Regions from separate parts of the Mus musculus genome. Here all the other regions are linked to region 1. A link is a contact called in public HiChIP or PLAC-seq data. All regions are on one chromosome and are shown on one strand. Each heading gives the region's core, a stretch centred on a gene start, on an enhancer-like site or on the middle of the called end of the contact. The rest is flanking DNA. Distances are from core to core; before and after follow the strand shown.

Region 1 (4,833 bases), core at 1,947-4,446:
ATGAGCAGTATCCGATGGTTTTCCCTGTGACTTTGTAGACACCACACCCTGAAACAACCAGAACAACACTGGTCATTGGTTCTTACCAGCATGATCTAGCCATGGCCCACCATTTGACCCTGCTGAGACTGATTAGAATTTTGTTACCGGCGACCTGCTGTTCCTCACAATTTTGTGTCACTTTTACATTCAACAAATGTACTACTATTATCTTCCTCCCAGAGCCCTAGAAGCCAGATTTCCAGCAGACCACCAAGTGTCCAGGCATGCTTGGGACTGTTGACCACCAGGTCTTGTCATGCAGGTCTGAATGTCTCCACAGTTACAATCAGCTTACATCTGCTTTCTTAGTCCTGTGGGGATCTAGCCCCATCATAGTCTTCTCTCTCTGCCCAGACAGACCTGTCCCATGGGCATGCCCCCCAGGTTGCCCTACTGTACCCGCCCCCAGACCCAGTTGATTCCAACCCTTTCCCTCTTACTTGGTTCTCTGCCATTCTTTATTCAGGCTACAGAGTCTCCTGACTGGTCTCTCCCTCTCCCTCTCCCTCTCCCTCTCCCTCTCCCCCCCCCTCCCCTGCTCCATCCTTCATTCTATAACCAGCATAGACTTTTACATAGGTATGGGACTGAGGTATCACTCGGCGATAAAGAGGGACGAACTACTGATTCACGCTAAGTGAGAGAAGCTGCAGGCGCAAAAGCAGGGGTTGCATGGTTCCATTCATCTGAATTGTCTTGAAATGGCAGCTACGACGAGATAGACAGCAGATTGGTAACTGCCTCGGGCTGGGGTTAGGAGTGGTGATTGAGTATAAATGCACACAGGGGAGTAATTGGGGTGACAGAAATATTCTAAAACTGGATTATAGCGATCATTGCACAATTCTGCAGATTTATTAAAAATTACTGAATTGTACTTAGAAAATAATCTGACACATCTCCATGGGCAGAGTGTTCCAGGGTATTCTCCAAGGTTCCAGCATATTCTACTGTTTGGTGCATGAGGTCATCCTGGTAGATTTATGGATGAGATTACTGTGCTAATTCTTGGCTGGAGGGAAGAATTTTTCAACCAGAGCTACTAAGTATATTTACTGTGAACAAGATCTGACCATGTTACCATGCTCAGTAGCTTTCCTGAGCCGTATGCCTGGAGGACAGCACCTAGGGTCTTACTGTAGCTAGCACTCAGCCCGTCCTCAGCCTGCCTCAGTTGCTCTCTCTTTCCAGCTGCAGTCTAAGCACACCGAGTTACATGTGGTGTTCACAACCTGCCAAGAACATGCCACACCCCCACTTACCCTTTAGCTCCACCTCATGTCCTAGCTGGACTTCTATCCTGTTCTAGAGTGGGAGCTCTTAAGGGAGAGACCATTTTGCCCATCTGCATTCCTAGGCTCACAACAGTGCTGAGTCACATTCATTCATTCATTCATTCATTCATTCATTCTACAATCATTTGTTTAGACTAAGGATTCTTGAGTGTCATCGGTACTGACATGCTGGGCTAAGTCAGTTTTTCCTGTGGGGATCTTCACTTAGCACAGTGGGAAGTAATGCAGCACACCCAGTTTCTATCTGCTGGACACCAACAGTCCCCCCTACACATCTGTTGTAGCCCAAAGTGGTCTCCAGGCATTGCCCAAAGGCTTTTGGCAAGGCACGGATTAGGGAGGGAGGGAGATCGGGTGTAACATTGTCCCATGTTGACAATAGCCGGTGTCAGGCCCTTTCTGTACTGAGTTCTGTGCTGATCTTCATTCAGTTGTTCAGAAAAAACAGCTGGGACTGAGAACAGAGCCCTGAAGAGGTTCCTTGTTACGGAGAGCTTGTCAGCTTAGGAGCCAAGGCCTTGCTGGCTGCTGCTGTTTCTGGCTGGTGACCTTGTTCAGCCAGGAAGCCTGTTAGGCCCCTTAATCTAGTGTTGATTTCTTCTTGACTCTGCCTGTCTTCACCTTTTGTGTTCTCAGCCAATTCACCTGAGGAAGAAGACAGAGGTCAGACAGATGCTCGGCTCTCTCTGCCTCAGCACTGGCACGCTCTTCCCTCATTCTTGGCTGTGTTGGAACACATCCTAACAAAGCCCTTTCTATTGTCCTCGGGAATTTACAAGCCACAGCACATTCTGGGATTTGGCCACTCCATCACTCACCTTACAGGCTGAGGGTGGGGAACTTGGTTCTCTATCTCTTTTGGCTGGATCTCTTGCCCTCTGTCCTTTAAAAACAAAACAAAAACCTTGACTCCCCTGAAGCATCATGGGAAAACACAGGATCTCTGCAATTGCTTCTGTAAAATGACTTATTTCTGTCTTCTCATAATTGGAAGACATCCCCCATCCTTCTGGAACTATCTTCCTTTTCTAGAGTTCCCAGCTCTGCTTCTCCTGAGCCTCTTTCTTGAGTCTATAAATAGCAGTAATGTTAGCATTAAATATTTGCATACTAGTGAGGCAGATTCAAACACAGTCTGTCTGGCTCCCCAGCCTGGGGGAATTACATGGCTATTTGTTATGAGGATTTCCTTGTGGGGGTTGGGAGGACTAGGCAACACATCCTATGTACATCCCCTCTTCAAAAGGCCCTAATAACAAATAGGTATGACTCAGCCCAAGTTCACTCTGAGAAACCAACAAGTTTATTAGGATTACTAACAGATCAGTAAATAAAGGGTTATGGGCAGCACGAGTGGCCTTAAAGCTGCCACACTGGAAAGTCTGCACCCAGCAGGCATGGTAACTCCTACACGGAGATGCAGATTGAGCCTGTCCCTAGTCCCTCCCAGCCTGTAGACTTCTTGCCTTTTCCTGAGGTCATGTGCAATCAGGACAGAATTGTGCATAACTGGTTAGAGAAAGGGCTGTGTCCTCTCTGCCCCTCCTCCTACAAGGGATGGCCAACCATTGGCAAGCCCAGATGTGATACAAGCCCAGATGTGATGCACGCTTTTGCAAGTGGACACAGCTTTACTCCTGAAAGTGAGTTTGGTTCGGAAGATATTCCTGTCCACTGGTCTGCCCTGTGTCTCTGGGTTTCTAGAATCTACTTTCATGACTCTCACACTGTCTTTGTTTGAGTCTCACCAGACATAGATGCCAAGAAAAGAATGTGGGCACGATAAGGGTTGGGAAAGAGTAGGAGTGTTAAAGGAGAGGTGACTCAATGGATACACAGTGCTCTCTCTGTAAACACGGGGACCAGAGTTTCAGCCGCAGAGCCTTTGTAAGCCAGATATAACATTGCACACCAGAAGTGGAGATAAGGGACTCTGGGGGCTCACTGTCCAACCAGACCAGTGAGAGACCCTGTTTCAAAAACGACAGAGTATCAGTCCTGAGGAATGATGCCTGAGGTTGTTTTCTCTCTCTCCTCCCTCCCCCTGCCCCACGTGAATATGGACATATACACACAGATGCAAAGGAGTTTTTGAGAACTGATCTTACAATTACAGTAGGTAGTGAACTGAGGCACAAAATAAAAGAACCTGCCTGACACAGTGTGTGTGTGTTATCCTGCAGGCTGCTGCTGGGAGCAACCAAAGCTTAACCCACTGGGGAATCTCAGGGAGATCCCCTAGAGCACACTTCAGTGTCCCCCAGCAAAGGGAAAGGAAGCGATTACCCAATTCTCCAACTCTGAATGGCAGTGAGAAGCTTCCAGAAGCATTAACTCCTGGCTGCCTGGGTTAGACTCGATGCACAGTCTTGGGTGTTCACAGTAGATAACAGAGGACTGTAGTGGGAATGGCCTGGTCTACATAATGTATTGTAAGCTGCTTGTATTCCAGGATAGCCCTGAAGGGCTTTTAAGTGCCTGTGCTCCTGGTGGGTCTGCCTTTGGATCTGACTGCATCTCTGCCTCACTCTCTTCTAACTCCTGTCTCCTGTCCCTGAAACTCACTCCACAGGTGGCTTTCCAACAGTATTCAACAGGCATCCCACTCACTAAATTATAGCTGAGGCTCTTACTTCACTGTTGCCCATCCCCGCTCTTTCCCCTTTGCTGTGCCTACAGCCCTTCCCAGCCTCTGATGGAAGGCGTGTCTGCACCGCTCACCTCTGGAAGCCACTGTGTCTTCCTGACTTGCTTTGACCAAGGCAGTGTATCATACTGGCTTTTGAGTCTTACTCTTAGTGTATTTCAGCTTCCCTTATGCTCCCTGAACACCCTTCCTCTGGGATGTAAACAAACCCCTTCCAACTGTCTCACTCAAGAGCTGTGTGGGGGAACTGAGGCGCGCAGCCAGTAGCCAGTACCATCTGAGGCCTTCTCAGCTAGATAGTCCTGCCGAGCCATCCTAATGTTTGTTTGTTTAATTATTTATTTTGTTTATTTATTATTTATCTGTAGGTGGGTGTATGCCTTAGGTGCTTCCCAGCTTCTATTTTTGAGAAATGACCTCTTTGGATATCACCAATTCATCTGGCTGATCAGCAAGCTTTGTCTCCCCCTGTCCCCGCCCCGCTTCTTACCATAGTGTGCTTGGGGTTACAGACATATGCCACCGTGTCTGAAGTCCTTGGGTCCATACTCAGGTCCCATGCTTGTACTGTAATTACTTTACAGACTGAGTCACCCCCTTCCCGCCTCCAGACTTGTGAATTATGACCCACACAGTTGTAGCTAACACAGCATACAGTGACATTTGAAACCCCAATATTTTGTGGGTATTTGGGATTCAGCAATCACTAACATAGCATGGCCTCAAAATGAAGGGGTCAATGGCTTAGGATCAAATATGTGGCTGCCCACATATTGCCAAACCTCAGGGATGCCTTCTTCCCATGCAGCTCTTATGCATATCCACAGAATGGGGTTCCTTTGTCCCTGG
Region 2 (4,834 bases), core at 2,168-4,667, 740 kb after region 1:
TAGGAACCAACACCAAGGGAACAGCGTGACCAAAGCTGGTAGTCAGGCACAGTCGTCCGCATCATCTCTGCTGGACGATTCAGGGATTTGGGGGTATTTGGATCCCCAGAAGACCTCTACTCCAAAGGGATGCAAACTGATTTGTTATCTCAAGAGTCTGTGTACCATTCCACCCAAACCCACTTGATTCTAGTCTCCTGAACAGATTGGGGGGGGGGGCTTAGAAACCCTAAGCCATTGCCCTGAGCAAGCGACAAGTAGGAGGAGCAGGGTTTGAACTGGGGCCCACCTGGCACACAGAAAGCTCAGCTGCTTCCCTGTGGCATGTTGAAGAATCTCTCTATACAGTTCCGAGGACTCTAGAGTCCTAGATGTCTGACCTTGGTCAACTCCATTACCAAGATGGTTGTGAGGCATCTTGCATTTGAGCCCTAAGTCTGAGGCCATGAGAGGTAAGAGCTGTCCCAACCTTCGAGGAACCTAAAGTCTAAGGGGGAAGACCAGCTTGCGAGTCCTGGGGCTCTTTTCAATGCTGTTTCTGCTGACCACTTTCCCCAGTGACTTCTAAGGAGCCACCAGCCCCTTCCTAAAGAAGCCGCCTCCTGGACATGCCAAACAAGAGGCTTGTTTCTAGAGTTTCCACCGAGAAGAGAGCTCTCCCCAACTGAGTCACAATCTTCCTCTGTCCTGAGAGAAAGCATCCCTGGAATGCTTTTTCTCCCATGCTGAGTAGCTGGGAGCTTGTGAAGACACAGCAGGTGCGCCTGAGGATGCTCACAGCGCAGGGTCTCACTGGCCAATGAGGGTCTTCAAGGCCAGGGATGAGGAGCAAATGAAGCCGTGCACAAAATGCCCCGAGCTGGGTGACAGAGACCACCCTCTGAAGCCATGTCCCCATTACCTCTTGGCACACTGCCTTCTCTTTCCAGACCTTTAGTTTCCTCTTCCACAAACAGAAATGCACAGGAAGAGAGCAATCAAATACAGTACAAAACCAGTTGAGATTGTGTGCACTGCTTTGTCTTGGCATCTGAGAGCCGCTGGCAGTGTTTAAGAGGAGAAATTCCTCCTGGAGTAGGAGGGACAGCCTGGGGTTCCTCTATTTGGTCTTGTGACTACAAACCCAATCTCCTTTCTTCTTTTCTCCCTTGCTGCTGGGTGAGTCTACTTTCAGCTAAGGATGGATTGCTGCTCAGTGTCAGAGCAAAGGAAAAGCCCTGGGCTTAGCCTGGACCACAGTTAGCATCAGTTTCACACAGAGATGATTGTCTCTTGGCCCTTTGAGAAAAGAATGTATCATCGGTCCTGCTCATCTGGGAGTCTGTCTTTGTCCCATTAAAGCAGAAAGTATCATTTCTACAAGTCCCTCTCTGTGTGTGGGAAAGGTATGAGTGTGGGGTCTTGGTATGATATACTACCCCACATCTTAGCCCAAAGAGAATCTTAACACTGAATTACAGCCACACTGGCCTCCAGACAACTAGCCAGATCCTAAGGCCCCTGTGGGTCCCGCAACCCAACCCCAGAATGCTTTGAGCTGCCAGTCAGACACGCAGCAGCAGCCTGCCAGCCGAACATCTTGGAAGGGACCAAGCCATGTTCACACCCCACATTTTTAGCCAGAAGGATGCACAACTCACCTTCTGGCATCTCTGCCCATGTCTTATAGGGAAAATGGAGTTCCCATTTGCCCAGGACTCTATATGCCTACCTCAGGACAGACTTAGATTTTTCTTCAAGCCTTCCCAAACTCCAACAGAATTTTGTGTGTCAATGCAATCTGACCACATTCTTGTTTCCTTTCTTTCCTTTCCTTGAGATGAACATTATGACCGAAAGCAACTTAGGCAAGAAAAGGATTTATTTAGCTTACACTTGGAAGTCACAATCCACCAATAAGGGAGGTCAAGGCAGGAAGTCCAGCAGGAGTTTGAAGCGGAAACTGTGATGGAACACAGCTTGCTGGCTTGCTCGCAGGCTCATGCTTAGACAGATTCCTTATCCAGCCCAGGACCACCTGTCTGGGGATGGTGGGCGGGCCCTCAACCCTCAAAGAGCAATTAAGACAATCCCCCAGAGGCCAATTGATCTAGAGAATTCCTTTTTCAGATCACCCTAGTCTATGTCAAGCTAATAGTTAAAGCTAATTCGGCAGCCTCAGTCCTAAGCAGAGCAACACCTTTCAAGCCATCCTGTGGTCTACCCAATTTTCCTTGGAAGGTAAAGGCAGTCTCCCATGATCCCATCTCAAAGAGCTGCAAGTCTAGCTAGAGGTGACAGAAACTAATATTTTAGCTCACTGAGCAGAAAGAATATTCTAGAAGATCCTCAGTTCTTACCTGACGTGAGGATTAGCTCTGATACAGACTAAAACATCAGAGAAATAAGAAAATGGAAGCAGATAGGGCACACCAGGGAACAAAAACACTTTCCTCTGTGCCAAACCACAGAGTTCATAGAGAAATTTCGCCTTCTCCTTCACCCCAGAGCAAGGCAGAAGAGTAAGTGGGGTGTTTCTCCAGAGACTACCTCGACCAGCCAGAAGCTCAACCATGGGCTTGCTCTACCCCGTGCTGAATTCATGCAGAACAGGGCCAACGTGGTGCAGAAGGGACTTCAACAGCTGTGTGATTGACTCCCAATTCAATGAGAAATCACAGGGATATCAAGGCCTTTGTGCCTTGCACACCTGGGATGCTGCCCTGAATGGTGAAGCATCTCTATGTGAAATCAAACCAAGCTCCCAGGCGCCCTAACACTGCCAGCACAGAGATTCATTGGCAGCCTAAACAAACCCGAATCACCGGTGAATGGGGCGAATTTAAGACCTCAATTCTGTGTTTCCTGCTCACAGGATTGGTATAATTGAAATCCATTTGCTCTCACATAGGAGAGAGCTAAGACTTGAAGGAACATTTAAAGAAGTCTCAGGAATCTCTTTATTTTGTCCTTCAGTCCTCGGTAGAGCCGTGACAAAAGAGATGTCTAAATTGGCCCTATTTATATCCTTCGGAAGGCAGTCTCTCCAATGGGTAGAAACTCCAGACTAGTAAGGAATAGTTTGGGAAGAAAGTTGGGAAGTCTTTGATAAGTGCATAGAAACTTGGGGGTGCCTTTTGATGGGAAAGTAAGGAGGGGTTAGGACTCGAGTAGCTAGCAAGTGGGATTTGCTAAACTTTCCCTAGCTAATGAATGCACTTAATGGGCACAGTGTTGGGTATCAATGCCGCATAATGATAATTTAATCTCGTTGGCTGAATTTCTGTGGCTTTCCAGGAGAGAAGGAAGGACCGGCGTGAGAGCAGTTAATCACTCTGCCTTTAGCCAAACTTCATCTAAAGTTTCACCATGTTCTCTAAACAGCACCGAGGGACTGTCATGTGCTTTCGTGAGTCACCAGTAGATCTAAAACAAGCAAAAGACCTGGGCGTTCTTTCTCTTACTTGAGCTGGGAGTTTCTGGTTACATGTGATTCAGTGCGGTACTGGGGCCTAATCAAACAGTGATGGCAGCCACCGTTCTCTGTGGCATTCTGCAATGTCTGGCACCGTTCTAAAAGTATCTGGCATAGATAGGCATTGTACTATCATAGAGAAGGGGAAACCGAGGTCCAGAAGATTGGAAGACTTGTGTATGGGGATTGTCAGTGGCAAAATGAAGTGAACACTCTACTCCTGCCCGATGTAGTCTATAATCTATTTTGTTCATCGATAAGCCCAGAGATCTAAGCAGAGCATACTAAAGAGGCTCCTGTTGACCTCCCAAGAATGTGCCCTGGCTCCTACCCTCCACCGTAAGAAGTATTCTAGGCCATCCAAGAAGAGAAACCCCATACATCTTACATCACCATGCATACATGATCCCCTTCACCAAATTATGGGATCTGGATAGAAGACCCTTCAATCAGGAAGATAAAACGAGACCCACGGAGGTTAAGGAAGTTGAACAGCCGAGTAAGGAAAGCCCTTGGAGTAGCAGAAAGCCAATGCTGGAGCAGACCTACAATTCTAATACCAAGACACCGCTCCTTCTCTTTCACCCTGGCTCAAGAGAAAGAGACATTGTGTTTCTGACCCCTCCCCCCCCCAGCACACACACACACACACACACACACACACACACACACACACACACACACACACAGAGACAGACACATACACAGACACACATACACTCAACAGATGGTGAACTGAAAGCCAAGTAGGTAGAGGCCACTTGTGAAGTTTTCGAGGATATTTAACATGAATATTTATAGTGGATGGAGAATGTATGAGCAATGGCTGAGCACAGATGTAAACACACACCACACACCACTGTAGGAGTTCATGATGCAGCTTGAACTTATCATTGTTATTATTGTGTGTCTGTGGCATGCTTCTGTCACGGCTCACGGATGGAGGTCAGAGGACGTCTTTGGGAAGTTGGTTCTCTCTACTGTGACACTGGATTTAGGACATCAAGCTCCTGAGGCTAGCGCACGAGCTATCTCTCCACGCCAGTGACATAACTCTAAAGAGACCTCTGTTGAAGATTCATGTGCCTTCCTCCCTTTTCCTCTGCTTCTTCCCCCCTCCCTTCTTACGTGTCTGAATGTTGAAATTCTAAACCCTAATGTCATGATGTCTCAAGAGGTTGGGCCTTTGGGAGGTGACTATGTCATGTGGGTGGAGCCTCAAGAAGGCAATTAGTGCCTTACAATCCTCCACTTGGGGACACAGCAGGGAGGTTCTACCAGGTGTAAAGGTCTGCTAAGACACCAAGTCAACCTTCGCCTCCAGCACCATGAGAACTAGACTTCTGTTGTTTACCAGTTACCCTACTTGTGATTTTTTTT
Region 3 (5,462 bases), core at 2,194-4,693, 910 kb after region 1:
AGGGCAGAACCCAGGAGGAGTGACAGAGTGGTAGCACTCTTGTGTCTAAAAAGGCATGAGCGATGAAGAGGCTAGTTAGTCACAGGGACACTAAAGTCACCCGTGATGCTGGTAAGTCTTTGAGAAAAGGAACACCATGACTCAGATACCAGAGTGTGATGCCTCAAGGTGTGCGTTCATCAGCACAGTAGCCTGGCAGTCAGGCTCTCTGGCTGTCATCAGGCAAGCAGCCCCTGGGGGGAGGCATGGAGCTGAACAGAGAGGCAAAAGTGTGTGTCCCAAAGAGTCACTAGCCTGTCCCTATGCACTTCCCGAAGTATACACTCCACCCAGCCATTCACAAGATGCCACAGGGACTCTGATGGTGGAAAAACCACCAGGAACTCAGCCTCTTGGGATAGAGAGGGATAGCATTCATGCCCTGCTTCTGTGTGTGTGTGTGTGTGTGTGTGTGTGTGTGTGTGTGTGTGTGTGTACCTTCAGAGGTCAGAAGAGGGCATCAGATTCTCTGGAACTAGAGTTAGAGGCAGTTATGAGTCCCCTCAATGTAGGTGCTGGGAACTGAATGTGGATTCTTTAGAAGAGCACTGTGCACTCTCAACTGCTGATCCATCTCTCCACCCCTTTATAACGCTGAGGATCTCTTGGCTAGAGACACTCATGTGGTCCTCACGTCCAGTGGCAAGGTGACCATGAGTCCCAGACTTCTTCATCCTGTGTTCTTTGTTGGACCTGCTCCATTGAGTACTCATGTTACAGGCCTCTTCAGAGACATCAGAGAACATGCTGTGGCCACAGACTGGCATGTTCTGAGGTAGTTCTTGCCAACTGGTGCAGGGAGCATGCAAACAGCCTTAGCACAGAGCCAGGCCCCAGTGGGAGACCAGGCAGGGGGGAGTGGAGAATACTGCTAGTAACTGTAGCACAAAATGGCCTTGGGGGACCCAGAGGGATGAAAGACATTATTGTTGTCAGTGCCACATGTTGCTCAGCTGCCCGCACTGTGGGGCAGGATCATGGGACATTTCCCAGCAGCCATCTTCACTCCAACAACCTGCTGTGTATCAGAATCTTCTGGAGCTAGCTGTGCCTTTAAACCACACTAAAGCGGGACCTGTAACTGTGTCCGCATTCAGACTTTCTGTGACCTCTAAATTAAACATCATAAGGCCTGTTGCAAAGATGGAGCAAGTTCAGGGGCTCAGGCGCTGGCCTGGTAGTGAACAGCTTCTGAATTGGCATTTAAAGCCTAGCCATCAGGTGCTCATCACTGGCATCCTGTCACCCTTCCCTGAAAGAAGAGCCCACTGGGGCATGAAAAGTGTGGTCCTACAGAGACCATCTGATCGATGTGAAACCTGTGCTGCCTGTGAGGCTCGGAAAGATCAGAGGGAAGGCACAGGGTGTTGAGGACTAAGCTTCAGGCATCAAGACCATGATATATCTATGATCCACACATATGCTATCTGTTCCCATCCTTGTAGCACCCCAAGGGTAGGATATCTAAAGCTCCTGTATGGCCCAAAGTGGCGGGATGTGAATTTGAAATCAAATTGCTTTCAATTGGAGCTTATTCTCTCCTTCCTTCGTAATCATGACACATGGTTCAGAATACCTAGGAAGTAAGAATGAGGCTGGGTCCTAAGGCCTGTGTGCGGAGCCCATGGCTGCCCTCCCTGTCACCATTGAGTCCCTATGGTTACTCTGTGACACCATGAGTCTCATTACCTACCTTCTACCAGAATGGAAAAGACACCTGCAGAGAGCCTGGAGTGAAGGGCCCAGGATAAGACCACAGTGAGAGGCTCTAGGCTGGGCTATGTCCCGAGCCTTCCCAGATATCCCTTCTTATACAATCAACCTCTGGAGGGGACAGGACCCCATTTCCACACATGGCCTCACAAATGGGGTACCCATATAGGAAATACTTCTATCTTTGGGCCGATTCAGCTAAGCAGGCCCCAACCAAGTCTATGAAGAAATCAGCAGCAGCTCTGAAGAATGGCTTGGGGACAAGAAAGAGGCTAACAGCTATGAGAACCAAACAGGCAGATACCTGCTTGGATGTCCTCACATCACCAGGGGTGAGGGGAAGGCTGAGTGGGGTGGAGGAGGGGCCGTCTTCAGTCTGCATAAACATGGCCCTGTACCAACATCCTCTTGCCTTCAATCCTGACACAGGAACATATCTCCATCCTTTGCCATATGTGAGCACAAAGGAGCTTCCCCTCCCTCCTTGCCAAAACGCCATGTTTCAGAGCCAAAGCTTGTGGTCAGGCATTCACATACACGCACACATACCCTCAAAACTGCTCAAGGGTGGCCTCCCTTTGTGCTCCAGGGTCAACAGAGCACTCAGCTTCCAGAGGAGGGATAGTATCTAAAACTTGCATGGTACCTCATTCTCTGAATTCCTGAACTCACCTCTGTCTGGGAGTGGCAGGAGCCTTGAGTGGCAAAGACTCGAGGGTTAGGACATTAGGACATGGCTAAAGTCATTGGGTACTGTCTCCGGTGTTCCAGCTCAAATCTGGTATCTAGGACTGGTGATTGTGGCACCAGAAGCCCAAGCCTTGTGCCTTCCCCAGTCTACAAATAGTCTGTGTACCACACACCCCATCAAGTACAAAGAGGGACTCTACAGTGTTCCATGAAGAACCAAGACACAGCCTGTTCCCCCACCAACCTGCCACATGCCCTCCCACAAACCCAGCCTTGTCCACGTACAGGGGTCAAGCTCACCCAGGCCCATCCTTGGTGGCCCAGAAGAAGAAGCAAAACCAAGGACAGACTTCTATAAATAGGTACATCGTTCTGGGAAGGTCACCACTCAGAGCCACGAGAGCCCAAAATTCTCTAGAGACAAACATGGGACATGAGCTGAGACGCAGCCACCTCGCTTCTTGAGGCCAGGCCGGGCGGTGGCCACAGCTGGCTGGTCAGCTGCTGAATGGCCTTCGGGCTGCAGAAATACTTGCACACTGCGTTTTCTTTTCAAGGGGGCTGCCAGTGTGGACACAGAGGAAAAACGGGGAGCTGGAGGCCCAAGAGACATGGAAGGGAAACCTTCTCCCAACTCTGACCCTGAGTTCCTCAGTCTAACTAAACAACCTGCCAGTTGGATCTCAGCAGGGGGAGGCTTTCCCTCCCTGCTTCTCCGATGGACATCTGGCAACCACTCTAACATTCTGGGTAGAAAACGCAGAGGGGTGAAGGCAGGTTGCTAGATGTGCTCAGATGTACCACAAGGAATCCTGAAGCCGACTGTTGGCACCCGCTAGGTAGGAGTCCCTGTTAGCCCTTCTCTCCTGGGCCCTCCACCTACAACCCCACCTCCTTCCTTCCTTTCCAAGGGCCCCTGACAAGGCAGCCACAGCACACAAGCACTCCTAGCTACGCAAATAGCAACTCCTTCTTTTCTGGTGTTTGCTTAGCCAATATTGACTCTGCGGCCTAACACTGGTGCTATTGAGCTGGGTTCTTCTCGATATTGTTTGAGCAGCATTAGCAGAGCCTGTGATAACCAACAGCAGGGCAGGAAGCCACCCTGCCTCCCCCACCCTTGCTCCCCAACAACCCCCCCCCCACACACACACACAACCCCTCCCTGTGAGAGGCTCCTGTAAAGACAGAGGAACCTAAGGCTGGCTCCTCCACTGAGCAAACACAAGAGGGGAGAGAGGGAGCATGCTCTCTGGCTCAGTCAACACTCCAGAGGAGTCACAGCGACTGGAAAGGTTACTAGGGGAGGTTGCCCTTTAGGGGTGGGGTCAGTAAAAAGGGAAGGTAAAGAAGTCTGGGGCTATTAGCCAAACCCTGTAGTTGGCATCTATGGGAAAGGCCTGTGGGGACTGGTACTCACGGGCCCCGGGTGACTAAGCAGAGAATCGATGAATCCCCTCATCAGCCGAGCATGACAGATGAAGGCCTACTGGACGTCAATCACCGTAGCTTAGTGGGAGGGGCCTGCAGACAAGCCCTTGCACCTACCATGTTTTAATGACATAGATTTAGAAAAAAAATTCCTCGCTGTGGGCTTTTGTGGGCTTGCTTTGATGCTGCTATGAGTTCATATTTAAGAGTAACTCTCTCCTCTGGAAAGAATGGTTTTGGCAGCCCTAATGATATGCCACCATTAGATGTTCTCAATGGTCATCCCAGGAGACGGGCCATGGTGACCTCCATTCATATTTGGGTATAGGGATAGGTGTCAGGATCATTCTGGGGGCCTACCCAAAGCAGGGGTGGTCGGGGAAAAGCCACAGTGGTCGTCAGCCTTTGGGGGTGCCCTGGGTGATATAGAGGAAGGATGCATATCAGCCGGAAATGTGGCTCAGCCGGCAGATTACTTGCTCAACACCACATAAACTAATATGACGGAGACCGTCTGTAATCCTGGCACTCCAGAGATGCAGGCAGGAAAATCAGGAGCTCAGAGTCATCTTTGACTACATGGTGAGTTCAAGGCCAATGTGGGACACATGAGACCCTGTCTCAGAAAAAAGATGGGGGTGGGGGGGACACATTCAGTGTCACATACATAGCTTCCAATCTCAATGGAGAGCAGAGAAGCTCATGAAGCCAGTATGGGATGAAGGCTCAAGGCGGCGTTAATAAGTGCTTAAAGATGACTACCTCACAAGGTTGTGCCCAACTTCCCACACCACAACCAGCCATTCCTGAGACTAGACAGCCACAGGATATCCAGGGGCAAGGCACCCACATAGGGTGGCTTTTCATTGCCCACAAGTAAAGCAAATTCAGACTTAGCACTTTTGGAACAGGATCCATGGCCTAACTCTAGGTCAGTATTAAAGCGGTTGCCAGCATCATCAAGGGGACATTCTAGAAATTAGCTTCAGCCTGCCCCAATGGTCTGGGAGCACCAAAATGGTCATTTGCAAAAATTGGCCATTAGCATATTTTACTAACTGTTCTCTCTGAAGACTTGGTAAATGAGGGAGAAATGCCTCACAAATCAGCTGTTATGTAGGCCCCTGTGACAACCTGGACTACAAATCAGCTGTCACGTAGGCCCCTGTGACAACTTGGACTCCAAGCTTGGGAAGTTCTTTTTTGTTAAAAATACAGAGAGGGCATCTTCTGCGAGCCTGTGACTATTTCATCCAATGGCAAAGCCATCTGGGTTCCTTATCTTCTGACACTGTAGCAAACATGCCCACCTCGTCAGTGCTCTCTTCTCTGAGGAACACCCTCTCGTCTACATCGTCCCTTTGGCCACAACCCATTCTTGGCTATAACTGATGAAACAGAGATGCTGTTCTGACTCAGCCTTGAGAATTCTGCCAAAGCCAATGTGGTAAGGGATTACTCCTGGGGTTATACGTGAAGAGGTTGTGGAACCTTCAGGAAATGCTGAAGGGACTCTGGCCAGCTCAGTCTGGCAAACATGACTCTGGCAGGCCTTGCCCTTCTCCCTTATTCTCTCTGCCTTGCTAAAA
Region 4 (4,832 bases), core at 1,184-3,683, 590 kb after region 1:
GGTGCCAAAGGACCCTGAAAAGAGAAAATTTGATTTTTTTTCCCTGCAAATATCCCAGAAGGGGTGGGTGTGTGAGTGTGATGGGGCAGCCATCACTGATAGTCAGCTGAGACAGAGCTGAGCAGGAAGAACTCAGTGTCGAAGGGAGGAGTGGCTCATGGGCCCACACCTCCTTTCGGAATGCCTGGCGTGGGTCTACGAACACAGCCAAGCACCCGCAAGAGGTGCAAGCCAGGAGCTATCGAAGGTATGCACCCGTAGGCACAATGAGTCACACTGGGTGGGTGGCTTGTGGCTAGCAGTCAGGGAGTGAGCTCACAGGCTTCAGGGGATGGAGGAGTCACCCCTCCCAGGTGCTCTGCTACCATGTTGGCACACGCTGGCCCATTCTGTTCTCAAGTCGGCTCTGTGATGCACATTGCTGTCATCATCGTCCCCGCACTGAAGACGGGGAAATGGGATGAAACATGGTGAGGCTGTAGGGCTCCTGAACAATGCAGGAAGGGTGGGTTTCTACCACCAGGCTGACTGGAGAACTTACACTGGAAAGCCGTGAGACACTCTCCTGAGGAGATGAAGAGTTCAGGTAACAGTTTTCATTGGTCAGGGTGTCGATGGACACGTCCTTAAAAGAAGGGCTCTATATTCCCTTCTCTCTTGTCAGCCAACTCCCTTCAGCAGAAGAGACATGTGTTAGCATCTGGTGGGTAATGGACCAGTCAAGGTACATACCCGAAACCAAGCCTGGCGCTGCAATTCAACTTCCCGGCAACAGGGACAATCCACTTGGAGGCTCCTTACCCTGGAGCCAACTTCTATTGGCACTTTCTTCTTCCCCAGAGACACCTAGGAGTCCAGGCTGGACAACCTGGCCCCTTGGTAGCCAGGGCTCATGTTATTCCTTAGTCCACAGAGTTAGACTGCCTCTCAGGCTGAAGGATGGAACTGACTGGCCCTGCTACCTCTCTTTCCACTGATTCTCATCTGCTGATAGAGCAAGTTGAGGAAGAAGAGGAGGAGGAGGAAATAAAATAAAGAAGACAGTAAACGGCTCAGTTGTTAAAGTGCTTGGAACACAAAAATGAGGACCTGTGTTCAAATCCCTAGCACCCACATAAAATGCTATGTTGTGTAGCTGGAATCCCAGTGTTGGGGAGGCAGAGGCAGAAGGCTCCCTAGGGCTGTTCTCTCTTTCTCTCTCTCTCTCTCTCTCTCTCTCTCTCTCTCTCTCTCTCTCTCTCTCTCTTTCTTTCTGCACGTGCATGTGTGTGTTTGTCTCTGTCTCCTTCTCTCTCACACATACAAACTACCATTACAATAGAAATACCTTACAATGATTTATTGTGATCCAAAACCCTCCCCCTGGAATGCCAGAAAGCATCAAGGACCCCACTTCAATACCCTTTATCCATTAAGAGATCCTCTTTTTGGATTCAATAAGCAGGATTTCAGGCCCTGCCCCCCTCCAGCTATCCCCTCCCTCTTGTGGGGGCATGAGCCACTTCCAAAAAAAGCCCATGCTAAGCCTCGCTGTTGATAGAACTTTAATCTTGCCGAGCACATGTTGAGAAGAATAAAACCAATTTTGTTTAGGAAACCAGAGGCGGCACTCAGCTGGAAAGGAGCTCTGTGAGCATCCGTGAGCTCTATGAGCATCCGCTCTCCTTTGGGCCCGTGGTGTTCAGGCTGTTGGGCGGTACTTAGAGGCCCCGGAGACTTAGGTCCAAGGCAGCAGGAAGGAAGGGGTCCTCGCCAGGGATCCTTGCCCTAAATCCTTTGATTCTCTCTGTTCTGGGTAGAAAGCAGCTCCCATCCAGGCTGCTTACAGATCAAGGCTAATCTGAGTGTAATTCCCTGCCCAGCTCGCTGCTTCCTTAGCAACACATAAATACAGATTAAGGGGTTATATAAATGCAATTTTCTAATTAATCAGTGCAAATCCAGCTACTGCCTGGGACACAGATTTCATTTTTTAATGTGAGAGGTTTACTTCTTTGAGTTCAGTTTACAAAATGCAGTTTCTCTTCCTGTCCTTTCTAATGCCCAGTAGCCATGGCGTGTTGGTAGAGAAGTTTGATAATTACTGGGAAGCCCATGTGTTGCGACCCCAAATCCTTAAGTTCATGATCAACGAATGAGACTGGGTTTGGATCCAGTCAGGTTGAATTTAATCTTGGCTGTGTGGCCAAGGACATGTTATCCAGACTCTCTGAGCCCCAGTGTCTGCAGTCTTGGGAAGATGATGAGAAAATACCTCATGATGTTGCTCTAAGAGTTAGACATCACGTTTGAAAGTGTGATAGTGTGGTAAAAATGGATCCCCTTATTGTTTACAGCTGGCGGGGGGGAGAATTGTTGTAGACACAGTGCAGGACAGAGCTTGAAATCTCATGTTTGCTCTGCCTCCCTGGGTCTCTTCCAGGATTTAGTGACTCAGTATTTATTGACCTTGTGTTCAGAGTCGGGATGTGAGGTGTGCTCTCCCAGGGCTCTCCAGAGCTCCTTCCCACCCCACAGGTCTGGCTAAGGAGAGCTGGAGGGTTGACTGGGTGCCCAAGGGTTAGTGGAAAGAGTCCGCCACAGGGATAGTTATGAGTGTGACGGGCCAGGCTGGGCACTGTCTCGCTGTCTCATGGTGGACTTACAAGGACAAGCTGTGGAGGTGGAGGGAAGTTTTGAGGTGTGAGTGCATGAAGACTTTAAAAAGACTGAATAACTCGTCTGCAAATTGCCAAGCTCTCTTCAGATGAAGAGAGCTGTTCTCCTCTTCCTCCTCATCTCAGCTTTCTTCTCCTCCTCCCCCTCCTCCAGCCTCCTATCCACAGGCCAGTCTGGCCTCAGCTAGTCTAACCTCCCAGAGTGCTGGGACTGCAAGTAAGTACCAACATGCTCACTTCTCTTTTCCTTAAAGCTCCTCCTGACAGTGGGTACGTATACACACGTGAACCTATTCAAATTCATGTGCATGCAAACTCACACGCATTGGATGTGTGCCCTGGTCTACCCATGTCTACCTGGCTGCAGAGGTGGAAAGGGGGTGAGGAAGAGAAGACAGAAAAACCGACTAGAGAGAATCCCTTCTCCTGGCGATACTGGGAATCAAACCCAGGGCCTGTACACGCCAGGCAAGCACTCTCCACTGAGCTACACTCCCAGCTGAAATTTTTTCCTGAGCTAAAGGATTTTTCTATGTTTCAGGCTCGTCATGTTACTGGTGTCACTGACCAAGGTTGCAGGTTAGAAGGACCCTACTTCATTCATGAGCACCCCCAGCAGGAACAAGAATATTGCTTTTTGGTTTTCCTTTGAGTTATTTGTCCCCTGGCATTTCTTAGATTCAGGCTGTCACCGCTGACCTTATTTGAGACCCCTTACCCTACATATGACCTCTGATTTCGTCTGTGACCTTGGACGCTGTAGGCATCTCTGACCCCCAGTTTTCTTATCTGAAAGATGGGAGAAAGAATGCCATCATAGCTCATTGGCAGAGCTAGGAGCCCCTAAGGAGAGCAGACCAGAGAGGGGGTGATGGGCAGCCCTGGAGGAGAAAACATTTGGCCATAGAGGAGTGCCTCGGAGACAGAAGATAAGCAGGTTCTATCTTGTGTACCATTCAGTCACCTTAGTAACGCCTGGGGGCGGGGCACTGCCCAGGCAGCTCAGGGAGTGCCAGGCACTGTCACTTTAAAAGCAAAGCAAGTGTTGTTAGCTGGGCTATTTTTTCAGGTGTGTTCTAATTGTGCTAATTAACTCTAAGGTAGATTTTAGCACTCCAGCCTCTATCGCTGCCTTCAAATGCCAAAACAAATCTTGCCATAATTACCAGCAATCCTTTTCATTACCGGCTGCCTAATTATCCTATTAATAGCACATCCTAAGAGACAGTATTTGCTTGGCAGGCAAATATTTGTTTTTAAATGAGAAAACACAAAGACAAACTGCTCTGTTTGCAGAAGGGCTCCAAAATGCAAAATGGCTTATATTCATGGAAAAAAATAGCCCAGATAAAAGTGAACACTTAATCCATTGGAGGCATTAGGACATTGAGAGACGCCCCCACCCCTGCACTGGCCAGCGCCTCCTTGCTGGGGGCAGGTGCTTCAGAGGTTCTTAGTGGAGAGTGTTCTGTGTAAGGACTTGGGTAACTTGGTGGATGGAGCTGATCCCGGATCACAGGCAAAGCTGAAAATAACACAGGCCATAAAGTCACGTTAGAGTCGGAAAGCAAGTCCATGGAGCCGTGAGGCCAGAGATTACGTTCTTACATTTGACTGATGCCACCCAGGGAGATGGGTCAGTGGAGCAAGTATTTGCCATGCAAGTGGGGAGGTCTGAGTCCAGATCCCAGTGCTCACAGAAAGCCAGACTTGTCAGCATGAGTGTCATCTCAGTACTCTTGTGGCTAGATGGGTGTCTGAGGCAGTGGAGTCCCCCGAAGGTCACACACCAGCTAGTCTGCTGTGTGAAGCCGGTAAACATGAAGCCTCTTAAATGAGGTAGAAGACAGTGGACTAACAGCCCAGGTTATCCTATGTCCCCCACACATGAACATGGCTTGTACATACTTGGCACATTGCATGTGTGTGTACACATACACACACTCATACACATATACACATGCACATGCACATACACAAGCACACACATATGCACATACATGCACACACAAGCACACGCACACACACACCGTGTTACTTGAGAAGGGATCAGGTCAGCCATAGGGCATCTTCTCAGGCCTGTGGCTTCTTGCTTGTTTAGCATCCATACAGTTAAAGTGAAAATGAAATAATCATCTCACTAAAAAGTACCACCAACGAACAAGTATGAAAGTT

The links. HiChIP or PLAC-seq counts read pairs in DNA pulled down with a chosen protein or histone mark.
Region 2: a contact with region 1 is called in a FOXA1 HiChIP or PLAC-seq map of pancreatic cancer cells. The contact joins two enhancer-like sites. A contact is called at or near these places in 1 of 484 Hi-C or Micro-C datasets (bone marrow-derived macrophages), 2 of 115 datasets of contacts at active chromatin or transcription factors (embryonic basal ganglia and pancreatic cancer cells) and 1 of 9 other capture datasets (embryonic stem cells).
Region 3: a FOXA1 HiChIP or PLAC-seq map of pancreatic cancer cells shows a contact between it and region 1. The contact joins two enhancer-like sites. A contact is called at or near these places in 10 of 484 Hi-C or Micro-C datasets (DN3 thymocytes, bone marrow-derived DN3 thymocytes, bone marrow-derived macrophages and 7 more) and 2 of 115 datasets of contacts at active chromatin or transcription factors (extraembryonic endoderm stem cells and pancreatic cancer cells).
Region 4: a FOXA1 HiChIP or PLAC-seq map of pancreatic cancer cells shows a contact between it and region 1. The contact joins two enhancer-like sites. A contact is called at or near these places in 1 of 484 Hi-C or Micro-C datasets (bone marrow-derived macrophages), 3 of 115 datasets of contacts at active chromatin or transcription factors (astrocytes, large pre-B cells and pancreatic cancer cells) and 1 of 9 other capture datasets (embryonic stem cells).

What each region holds. Positions count from the first base shown.
Region 1 is chr9:60,897,500-60,902,332 of GRCm38.p6, forward strand. No RefSeq gene overlaps it. Among named protein-coding and RNA genes, the nearest start is that of Gm33643, 31 kb to the left of the region's middle. Within about 2 kb of position 3,197, at least 38 of the 459 cell types and tissues checked have an H3K27ac peak or open chromatin away from gene starts, as enhancers often do. A contact at or near this core is called in pancreatic cancer cells, where this site is marked.
Region 2 is chr9:61,635,689-61,640,522 of GRCm38.p6, forward strand. No RefSeq gene overlaps it. Among named protein-coding and RNA genes, the nearest start is that of Gm34770, 23 kb to the right of the region's middle. Within about 2 kb of position 3,418, at least 18 of the 459 cell types and tissues checked have an H3K27ac peak or open chromatin away from gene starts, as enhancers often do. A contact at or near this core is called in pancreatic cancer cells, where this site is marked.
Region 3 is chr9:61,805,303-61,810,764 of GRCm38.p6, forward strand. The region is part of intron 3 of Gm34828 (a long non-coding RNA gene); the gene reads right to left. Among named protein-coding and RNA genes, the nearest start is that of Gm34828, 14 kb to the right of the region's middle. Within about 2 kb of position 3,444, at least 47 of the 459 cell types and tissues checked have an H3K27ac peak or open chromatin away from gene starts, as enhancers often do. A contact at or near this core is called in pancreatic cancer cells, where this site is marked.
Region 4 is chr9:61,487,723-61,492,554 of GRCm38.p6, forward strand. No RefSeq gene overlaps it. Among named protein-coding and RNA genes, the nearest start is that of Gm34424, 20 kb to the right of the region's middle. Within about 2 kb of position 2,434, at least 16 of the 459 cell types and tissues checked have an H3K27ac peak or open chromatin away from gene starts, as enhancers often do. A contact at or near this core is called in pancreatic cancer cells, where this site is marked.